Regions from separate parts of the Capsicum annuum genome. Here region 2 is linked to region 1. A link is a contact called in public Hi-C data. All regions are on one chromosome and are shown on one strand. Each heading gives the region's core, a stretch centred on a gene start, on an enhancer-like site or on the middle of the called end of the contact. The rest is flanking DNA. Distances are from core to core; before and after follow the strand shown.

Region 1 (4,417 bases), core at 1,585-4,084:
GACTAGGTCCCCCACCTTAGTCTTTCTGTTACTTGTTTTTTCCTCTTTTCTTTTCCTCTTTTTTCTTTTTTAATCCTTTTCGAAATATACAGTTCCCTTCATTTTTTTATATGTTTTTCTTTTAATTCAAAAAATATAAATTTTAATTAATATTTTAAAATATATTTTTCAATAAAATTAAAATAATTATTAGTTATAATAATTTTTAAATACAAGTATTATTATTTTAAAAAATTAAATTAATTTAATTTAATTTAACTTTAAAAATTAATCAAATCGACTCATAAAAATAAAAAAACATATATAAAAAAAATGGAGAGAGTATTCAATTTGAGGCATAGAAAAAATGTTCTGGAAATAAAGCAATCATGTAATACTTGAATTTCTTTATCCTTTGGACATAAAGTGTTTCAAGATTTGCATCTATCCCCAATGAGATATAACAACGCATGCTATATGCGTATCCTCCTGCACATTTTTACCTTTTTTTGTAAAATGTATTTTTCATAATTTTTGATAGGTTGTAATACAAAATTTTGATATTATAATTATCATTTTGATGGAATTAGTATTTGGGATTTTTATGTTTTATGTTTTATTTCAAATTTAAAATGAGTCAGATTAACATTTGAATCACATTAATAGTTCATTAATATAAAACCTTTACCTTTATTGCATCCATAACAATAATAATACTAATATTAATCACACGACAAAATTTTGCACAAGGAATCAAGATGTGATCAGTCGTATAATAAAGAACAATCATCGTCTTAACTAATTATACAAAGCTTGGTTAGTCTTATATTTACTTGCACTTGGTGCACCTACGAAATTAATATATGTATGTCATGTCATATAAAAAAAACAATAATTAACCAAGTAAGATATATCTTTTAGTTTACTATTACACTATAACAAAATTTACATGATTTGATGAATAGATACACTAAAACCAATAGTATATTAATAAATACACTAACAAAATTTACTGATCGGTAATCTCGATTTGAGTCTCGAATCGATCTGGGTCCAGGTAGGTCACGTTAGGTGTGGATTGAGGATGGAAGATGGTGAGAGTGAAAGAACATTTAGAAAAATAAGCTCTACAGAGTTATGATGAGATCGATTTTATTGTATGGGGCGTGTTGGTCAGTTTATAACTTTTATGTTCAGAAAATACAAGTTGCAGAAATGAGGATGTGTGGTATACTAGGAGCGATAAAATAAGGGATGAGGGTATCCGAGGAAAGATGAAAGTGGCCTCCATGGTGGATAAAATGTGGGACGCAAGGCTAAGATGATTTAGAGATACAACAACAACAAACCCAGTGTATTCCTACATAGTGAGGTCTGGGGAGGGTAAGATGTACGCAATCCATACCTCTACCTCTAGAGATGTGAAGAGGAAATATCGCAGATCCCCAATTAGAAGGTGCGGGGTTGAATATAATGAAAATAATGAGAGGTAGTGGCAGACTGAAAAAGTATAAGGAATGATTAGAAAAAACACGACACAACTTCAACTTACCAAGATATGACCTTAAGATAAAAATGTGAGGAGATCACGAACACGAGTAGAAGGTTAGTACTGGAGTATTGCCTTGCTTTTCAATGGTTTTTAGGCTTTATAATGTCTATCACACTATAGTATCTTATTTTTTATATCTATCATCATTTGTAATATATGACTTTACTATGATTCCACAATTTTATTGTTGTTGCTGTTTCACCATACTATGTTTTCTTCATAATCGTTTTCTCTTTTCATACCTATTTTTATTTGTTGTATTCGAACCGAGAATCCTCAAAAAATAGCTTCTTTACCTCCATTGAACAGAGGTGCGCACACTAGATGTGTTATTGTTGTTGTTAGTAGAAAAGTCATATTCCTTAAATTGAAAAAGTATATACTATCTATTTGAAAATATTTTTTCAAATTATTTTAGGTCAACCAAACATTAAAAAAGTAACATCACCTAAATTATATGTGTTCTTCACAGCCTAAGAGAACAAGAAGCCGCAAATCAAGGAGAAGGTCGAGGAGAGCCAACACAATTGTTGCAAAACAGGTTGGCTGCTCTAATCATTTACATCACCCTTCTCTTTCACAAGATTAGTATTTATCAAGAGTTGTCCCCAAACAAAGTATAACCAAAAAAAAAAAAAAAAAGGGAACCTCAATACTGTTACCAAGATTTGGGGATATAGTATTCCAAAGTAAACATGCCTTCAGAAAAAAGTGGGCAATCGCCATGGACCACGCACCCAGATCTTTCAAAGGGGTAAATAATGACATAACTCATGTACTCATGTTCATCTTAAAAGAATAAGAGATAAATTCAATCCTCCTTTTATGTCAAAAGACTTGACAAAATTCTATAACCTTCAGTAAAACACTTAAATAAGATAAATGGGTAAAAAGTACACCCCAAAAAAATATTGGACTAATTGAAAAAGTAAGTAAAAACTATTGCTGGAGTACTGGAGGAGGAAAATCAGGAATACTTTTGTAATAGCATACAGTAGAGGGCTACAAGAATGGCCATAGCATGAATTCAAGTGCCAGGAAAATTATGGGAAAGATAACTACATTTGCGTTGGCATGTACAACATTTCACATGCAGCATCCCCCACTGACTTTCATACTATTGTGTGCTTTCCCAAAGCATAGAAAGACATGGCTGTCTTGGCTGTTGGCAACCTCGTGACAATATTATTATCAATCAAACGAGAAGACAAAGGGAAACAAGCAATTACTGGCTACGAGACTGTCGAAACATGTGAACGGTACAAGCTGGAAGCCGCCTGATATAAACAAATCCAGCAAGAATTCCAATTTCTATATACAGACATCGAAAGTTCCTATACCAATTAGCTCACCTAAAAGAAAACTACATGGAACTGCCCCATCCTAATCCGGGGCTGCAGAAAACTACATGGAACTGCCCCATCCTAATCCGGGGCTGCCTCTCAAGGATCTTCAATCCTCACCTTCGCATCTACTCTCACTTGGAATCAATAAAAAGGACAGCTCGAATGCGCTAAAGCTGCCGTTATGCACATGGTCCAAATAAGTACCGGACTACAAGAGTTTAACTTGAGTCGTCTTACCCTGCATTGTGGCAAGAGACGATTTCCACGGCTTGAGCTCAAGAACTCCTGATCATATAACTTCTTTACCACTTATGCCAAGTCGCACCCATTCAATAGCCTGAAAAAGATACAGGTTACTTGCAACAACAAATTAATACACACTCATAGCATAAGATCTCTTTCACACTCCATATACAAGATAAAATCCATTTAGCAAAATGAGATAACTCATCTCGCAAAATGAACGAACTTATTTTAGAGTTGAAGAATAGGATTTAATAGCAAGAAACATTGCTTTTATACTTGAGGAACACCAACTTTTAAGTTACTAAAATTGGAATTACTACATGAAAAACGAAAAAGAATGTCCATCACAAGCACAAAACAAGCACTAAAGATGGAAACCACAACATTCCATACTCTCAATACCAACATTACTACCCCTCAAGTTGCAAAAGATGCCTTATGCTTCTTTCTCAGACCCCCTCGTAGTCCTAGGGCACCTAACAACCGTTGTCACCAGAAGATAGAAGACGACTTCAATAATACTACAGCTCATAACTCGAACATTCCATCATATTTTGTCAAGCTTTTCAGCCTTAACAACTGGGTTGGCTTTTGCAATAGCATCTTGACCAGCCTTGCGATAATCATATGGACACTCATGCTTGTCCGAGTAACGATGGGCTGAGCAGAAAAGATTCCCACATCGGCAATTGAAGCCGGTCAAACCAACTCGTTTCCTGCAGGTGCTGCACCTTTTTGGTCCCTGCTTAGCCTTCTCAACTTCTTTGCTCTCGGGTGGACATGCAACTTGTGTGGGTACAACCAGGGACTCTGCAGGACCTTTCTGCACGGTTGCAGCAACATCAATGGCTTTCACACTAGTGCTTGAACTTCCATTCACAAAGCTTTCAATAGATGAAGCGGCAAAGTTAGCTTGTTCTTGCTTAAACATCATATCCTTGTAGCACTTTGAGCACAAGTTCATTGTAGCTGCAGTTCCAAAAAACCCACAATTGTTGACACAAAGGACAGGAGCTTGAGGAGCTTGAGGAGCTTGGCAGCCTGTATCATTTTGCTCCATATTGAATTTTCCTGCAACAAATGGACTACGTTAACTAGCCATTGTAGCAACAGCCGGATATGATTCTCCCCAATCATTTTACCCCGCTATTGATCAGTATGTGCTCTCATAGAAAATAAGCTGATTGGATTTAGCCAATATTCAGCTAAAGGCCATTGGCAAATATTGACCGAGCCACTAGCATCAGAATTGTCTAGAATAGCAGGTTATACTGGAAAGAACAAACTCTCGATT
Region 2 (4,517 bases), core at 204-2,703, 65 kb before region 1:
TATCTTTTACTTTAAGAAAATTCAAATAACACATAACCCCGACACTTCCCATTAATTTACGACGGCATGCCACTCACCGTCACGGAAATGATAGTTAAACCGCGTTTGCTTCTCTGAAAAAAAATGATACTTTGCTGCTCTTTGAAGGTGATCAAAAGTTCCATTCCATTTCCATTTTTTGCACAGTAAACAAACAAGGATTAAACGAAGAACATAAAAATTGCAAAGCCACAATCTTTCTGTTGCTATTTCTCAATAATCGAATCAGAAAAAGAACACTGGAAAAAAATTAAAAAGGATTTAATTCTTCAATAACAATTCAAAGAGGGAGATTTTTCACACAACAAATTCACTTCGAATTATATAAATATATAGATGAAAATATATATTTTCGAATTTCTCTCTAGGTTGATTTTTTTTTTTTTTTTGCGTTCGTTGTGCTCATCTCCGACGACGAAAAGCATAATAGCCAGCAGCAGCAGTTATGGAGATCGGAATTCGATCTCTCTCGATCGCTCATCATTTGAAATTTGATAGTTAAAGGTAAAAAAGATGCGATTTTCGTGTTTTCCTTTTCAAACTTTAATGATTTTTGCTGCTTTAACGACCGGATTCTCCCTCGCGATGGCTTCTCGACCGGCGGTTTTGTAGTCATAGCTACAATCATGACGATCGGAGTATCGATGTTCACCGCAGAACAATTCGCCGCATCGGCATCGGAATCCGGTCAATCCTACCTTCCTCCTGCAACCGGAGCAACGGTTCACCTCTCTCTTAGCTGGCGGTAAGCTGTCCTTCAGCTGATCATCCTCTTGCTTTACTTTCTTCAGATCTTGACTCATCCTTTCCAGATCGGACGACTTCCTGTCCGACGATGACCTCAACGAGCTAAATCTAGGAGATTTTTCTGATCTGGTTAATTTTTCGGCGAATTTTTGGGGAATAGTCACGGCGGATCCCGTCGGTGAGCTGGAGGAAGTTGAGGTAGCAGCGGTGGTTGCGTTGAAGCACTTTTGACACATATTGTTTGTTGCTGGATTTCCGGTGACTCCACAATTGTTGATGCAAAGCGTTATTGTTTCAGGTACTGCCTTGAACTCCGTCTCTTCTTTCTCCGTTCTCTGAGCCATTTTTTTCTCTGTGTAAAAATTAAATTATTAGAGAATTCGATTGCAAATGAAGAAAGAGAAAATATGAAATTTGAGGAGAGAGAGAGGAATTTGTGGTTTGGTTTGGAAGATGAAATGGGAAAGAGGCGAAGGGGAAATGGAGGTTTTAAGGAGGAGAGAGGTCGGTAATGGCGATGGAATAATGGCCTCATTGGATACGCGTATCAGGCAAATTGTGGGGTGAGGTGATTGATTGACGATAATGCCCCTATGGATTTTGGTTTTATTTTGTTTCACATTTAATGTTCGATATCTGCATTAAAACGTGACTATACATTAAAACTCGATTAATTCAAATTTATATAAAACAATCCCACTATAAAAAGGAAAAACTAAGATATTCCCAAAAGCGACTACATGTTCCGTATCCAAACTTGAACTCTATAATTAAAGATGAAAAAATATTTTTCATACCACTATAACTTAGTCGTCATTTGATCATAAAAATAATAATTTTTTGAATTAAAGTTGGAATTGAAATTGAAGTTGGTGTTGTGCATGATTATGGATATAAATTAAAATTGTTTTTGAAATTTTGTGACCAAAATAGGAGTGAAAATATGTAGAGTTGTTTTTGAAATTTTATAAGGTAAATAAAGATGAAAATAAGTAAAATTTTGTGACCAAAATAGAAGTGAAAAATATGTAGAGTTGTTTTTAAAATTTTATGAGGTAAATAAAGGTGAAAATAAGTTAAAAAAATCATTTTTTAAAAATAATTTTTATTGAACCAATTTTTATGATCGAGCATTATTATTTTTATTTTTTAATAAAATAAAATAATTTTGAAAACAATAAAAAATATATTTTTTATTAAAACTAAAATAATTTTAATTTTTTTAAAAAAAAATTTCATGATCAAATGTTAGATTATGTCGGGGTTAATAATGGGGTATTTTGGTGGTCGAAGGGATGTGGTTCTAGATTAGGTCTGACGTGTTATTTACTTAATCGTCACTTTTAGAGGATTTTTCTTTATTAAAAAAGTAACAATAGTTTTTTTTTGGTGTTTTGGTGACCTCTTTATAATTAAAATATAGAGGATATTTTATACAGGCTGGATAAGGTATGGAAAATGACTCTTTTTTCTTAGAGGACAGCTTGTTAATTTGTATTTATGTTTTTTGACACAATTTTCAAGCTTGGAACTACCCCCTGTCCATCCCTCCCATGATCCATCGCTCACAATTTGAAGTAAATGTAAATATGCAACATGTATATTCTTTTCCACTCGTCCCGTCCCCTTCGAAGTTATGTGACCCTATTTAATTATTCATTTCATATTACTTGATTGCGAGATATAAGATATAATAATTTTAAGATAAAATATAAAATTATTTTATTTTATATTTTATTAGAGGTATTAGTTAGTCTGAATTTATTTATCTCACTATTTATATCTTCATGATGAAATAAGTTATTCCATATATATGATGGGATAGCTAATTCAGAATAACTTGTTCCCAACCAAACAACCCCTTATTGATTTAGCAAATCTCCTATAAAAGTTTTAGTTATTAAATCCTTCTACTCATTTATGTCATGTTTCGAGTTATATAATGCTATTTAATTACTTTATTCGTTTCGTATTACTTGATCCTTGTTGATTTAACATATATGTTATAAAAGTTTCAGATAAATATATATTTTATTAAATTAATATTATTAATAATATTTTAAAACTCAAAAATTAACTACTACTATCAAAGGTAAAAAGATTAAAAACTATCGTTGAATTTTCTTTATATCATAAATTTAACGAGTAAATTGAAATAATTAGTTTTAATTGATATGGAGGGAGTACGTAGTTAATAGATTTAAAAGAAAAAATAACACAAATCTTAAAACTTGCATGTTGTTATCGATAGTGCTTTTGTTGTTAGAATCTTTAATATTTTTTATCGTAATTGCTTTTATTGTTAGAATCTTTAATCTTTTTTAGTTGAAAAAATATATTGATTGAGTAGCGAATAAGATTAATAGATCAATTTTATGGAAGACTTTTCTCATTATTGTTCGCGTTCAAGAAATGAAATAGTATTAGATAAAGTAATAGTCTTTGAGTTTCTCATTTCCATGACAGCATGAGTTAATTGTTACATAATTGTTCCTACTGGCCCATTTTCAGCGTCTTTTACTATTTTGATGCAATCATTAAAAAATAACTTCGCTAAATTGTCCTTAATCTTTCCTCAATTATGAAAAAAAAAAAAAGAAATTATTGGAGCAAGGTTTTATTTAGAAAAATAAATTATTTTTTTTTTATTTCTTAAAATGATATAATTGTGAACCAAATTTAAAAGGCTAAACGATCACTTAAAATAAGTCGGAGGGAGTTTTGTTGACAGGATACAAGTGTTTTAATGCACAACAACTTTCACACAATTATTTAGATCTTTCACCTATATATCAATATTTTCTTTCAAAGCCTTTGTTGAAATTTATATAGGGAATGATTTCTCGTGTCACAACGGTTTTTGCATACCAAGTAAGTAGTTGTTTTTCTTTTTAGCTTTCTACTATGGTCATTGGTACTTCGTCTTATGACATAAGTGAGGAAATAAAATCTCTGCAGACTAGGTTCATTTGAGAAATAAAATCCCTATGATGTGTTCAAGCTTCTTGTTTCTTGATTTAAGGAGTTCGAGTTATATGTTCCTACAAAAAGAAAAAAGAAAAAAAAAAGGAGAGTTCCTTCTCAAGCTTTAATCATTGCATAAACGGAGCTATAACTTGAAATTGTACTAATTTTTTGTTAAAATTATTGAGTTCTAATTAACATTTGTATATATTTACCAGGTGTGATATGACCCGTCCTGACGTGAAGAATATTTTTAGATTAATTATTATGATTTACATACTTTTAACGTAATTTTTAAAATAATATATATTACACTCTCTGTCTAATTTTGTGTGGTATGGATACAATTTTGAGAGTTAACTAATTTTTTTATATATTTTTTAAAAATATTTTAAATTATTAATTATTGTGATTTATAGTATTTTTTTTCTTCGATCCCAATTTACGTGACAGTAATAAAATTTAGCGAGTCAACTAAATTTTTTTACATCCTTTTAATTATTTTATGTTGCCAATTATTATGATTTATAATACTTGTACGTAATTTTCAAATATATAACAGGTTAAAAAGAAACATAAAATAAAGAAATATAGAAGAAAATATTTAAGCAGACAACACAAACAATTATGTTGATCTGCTATCTGTTTATCATCCTTTATAAGTGAGCTAATAAATCACATACATCAATTTAAGTGATACAACGCTTAGATGGCCATAACAATTAATTAAATGTGATTTAGTAAAATCACGATTGACGCAGCGAAGC

Evidence for each region. A called contact is a pair of places that touch in the nucleus more often than the background predicts.
Region 2: a Hi-C map of leaf shows a contact between it and region 1, with 1.7 times the contacts expected there. The contact joins the promoter of LOC107839010 here to the enhancer-like site in region 1. A contact is called at or near these places in 2 of 5 Hi-C or Micro-C datasets (leaf and placenta).

The regions. Positions count from the first base shown.
Region 1 is chr1:145,912,783-145,917,199 of UCD10Xv1.1, reverse strand. It overlaps LOC107839016 (zinc finger A20 and AN1 domain-containing stress-associated protein 8), which reads right to left. Exons shown (of 3, transcript XM_016682355.2): 3 at 3,371-4,194. The coding sequence starts at 4,183. The coding sequence ends at 3,671. Among protein-coding and RNA genes, the nearest start is that of LOC107839016, 5.5 kb to the right of the region's middle. Within about 2 kb of position 2,834, at least 5 of the 5 cell types and tissues checked have an H3K27ac peak or open chromatin away from gene starts, as enhancers often do. A contact at or near this core is called in leaf, where this site is marked.
Region 2 is chr1:145,976,583-145,981,099 of UCD10Xv1.1, reverse strand. LOC107839010 (zinc finger A20 and AN1 domain-containing stress-associated protein 5) reads right to left here and starts at 1,453. Exons shown (of 1, transcript XM_016682339.2): 1 at 290-1,453. The coding sequence starts at 1,130. The coding sequence ends at 576.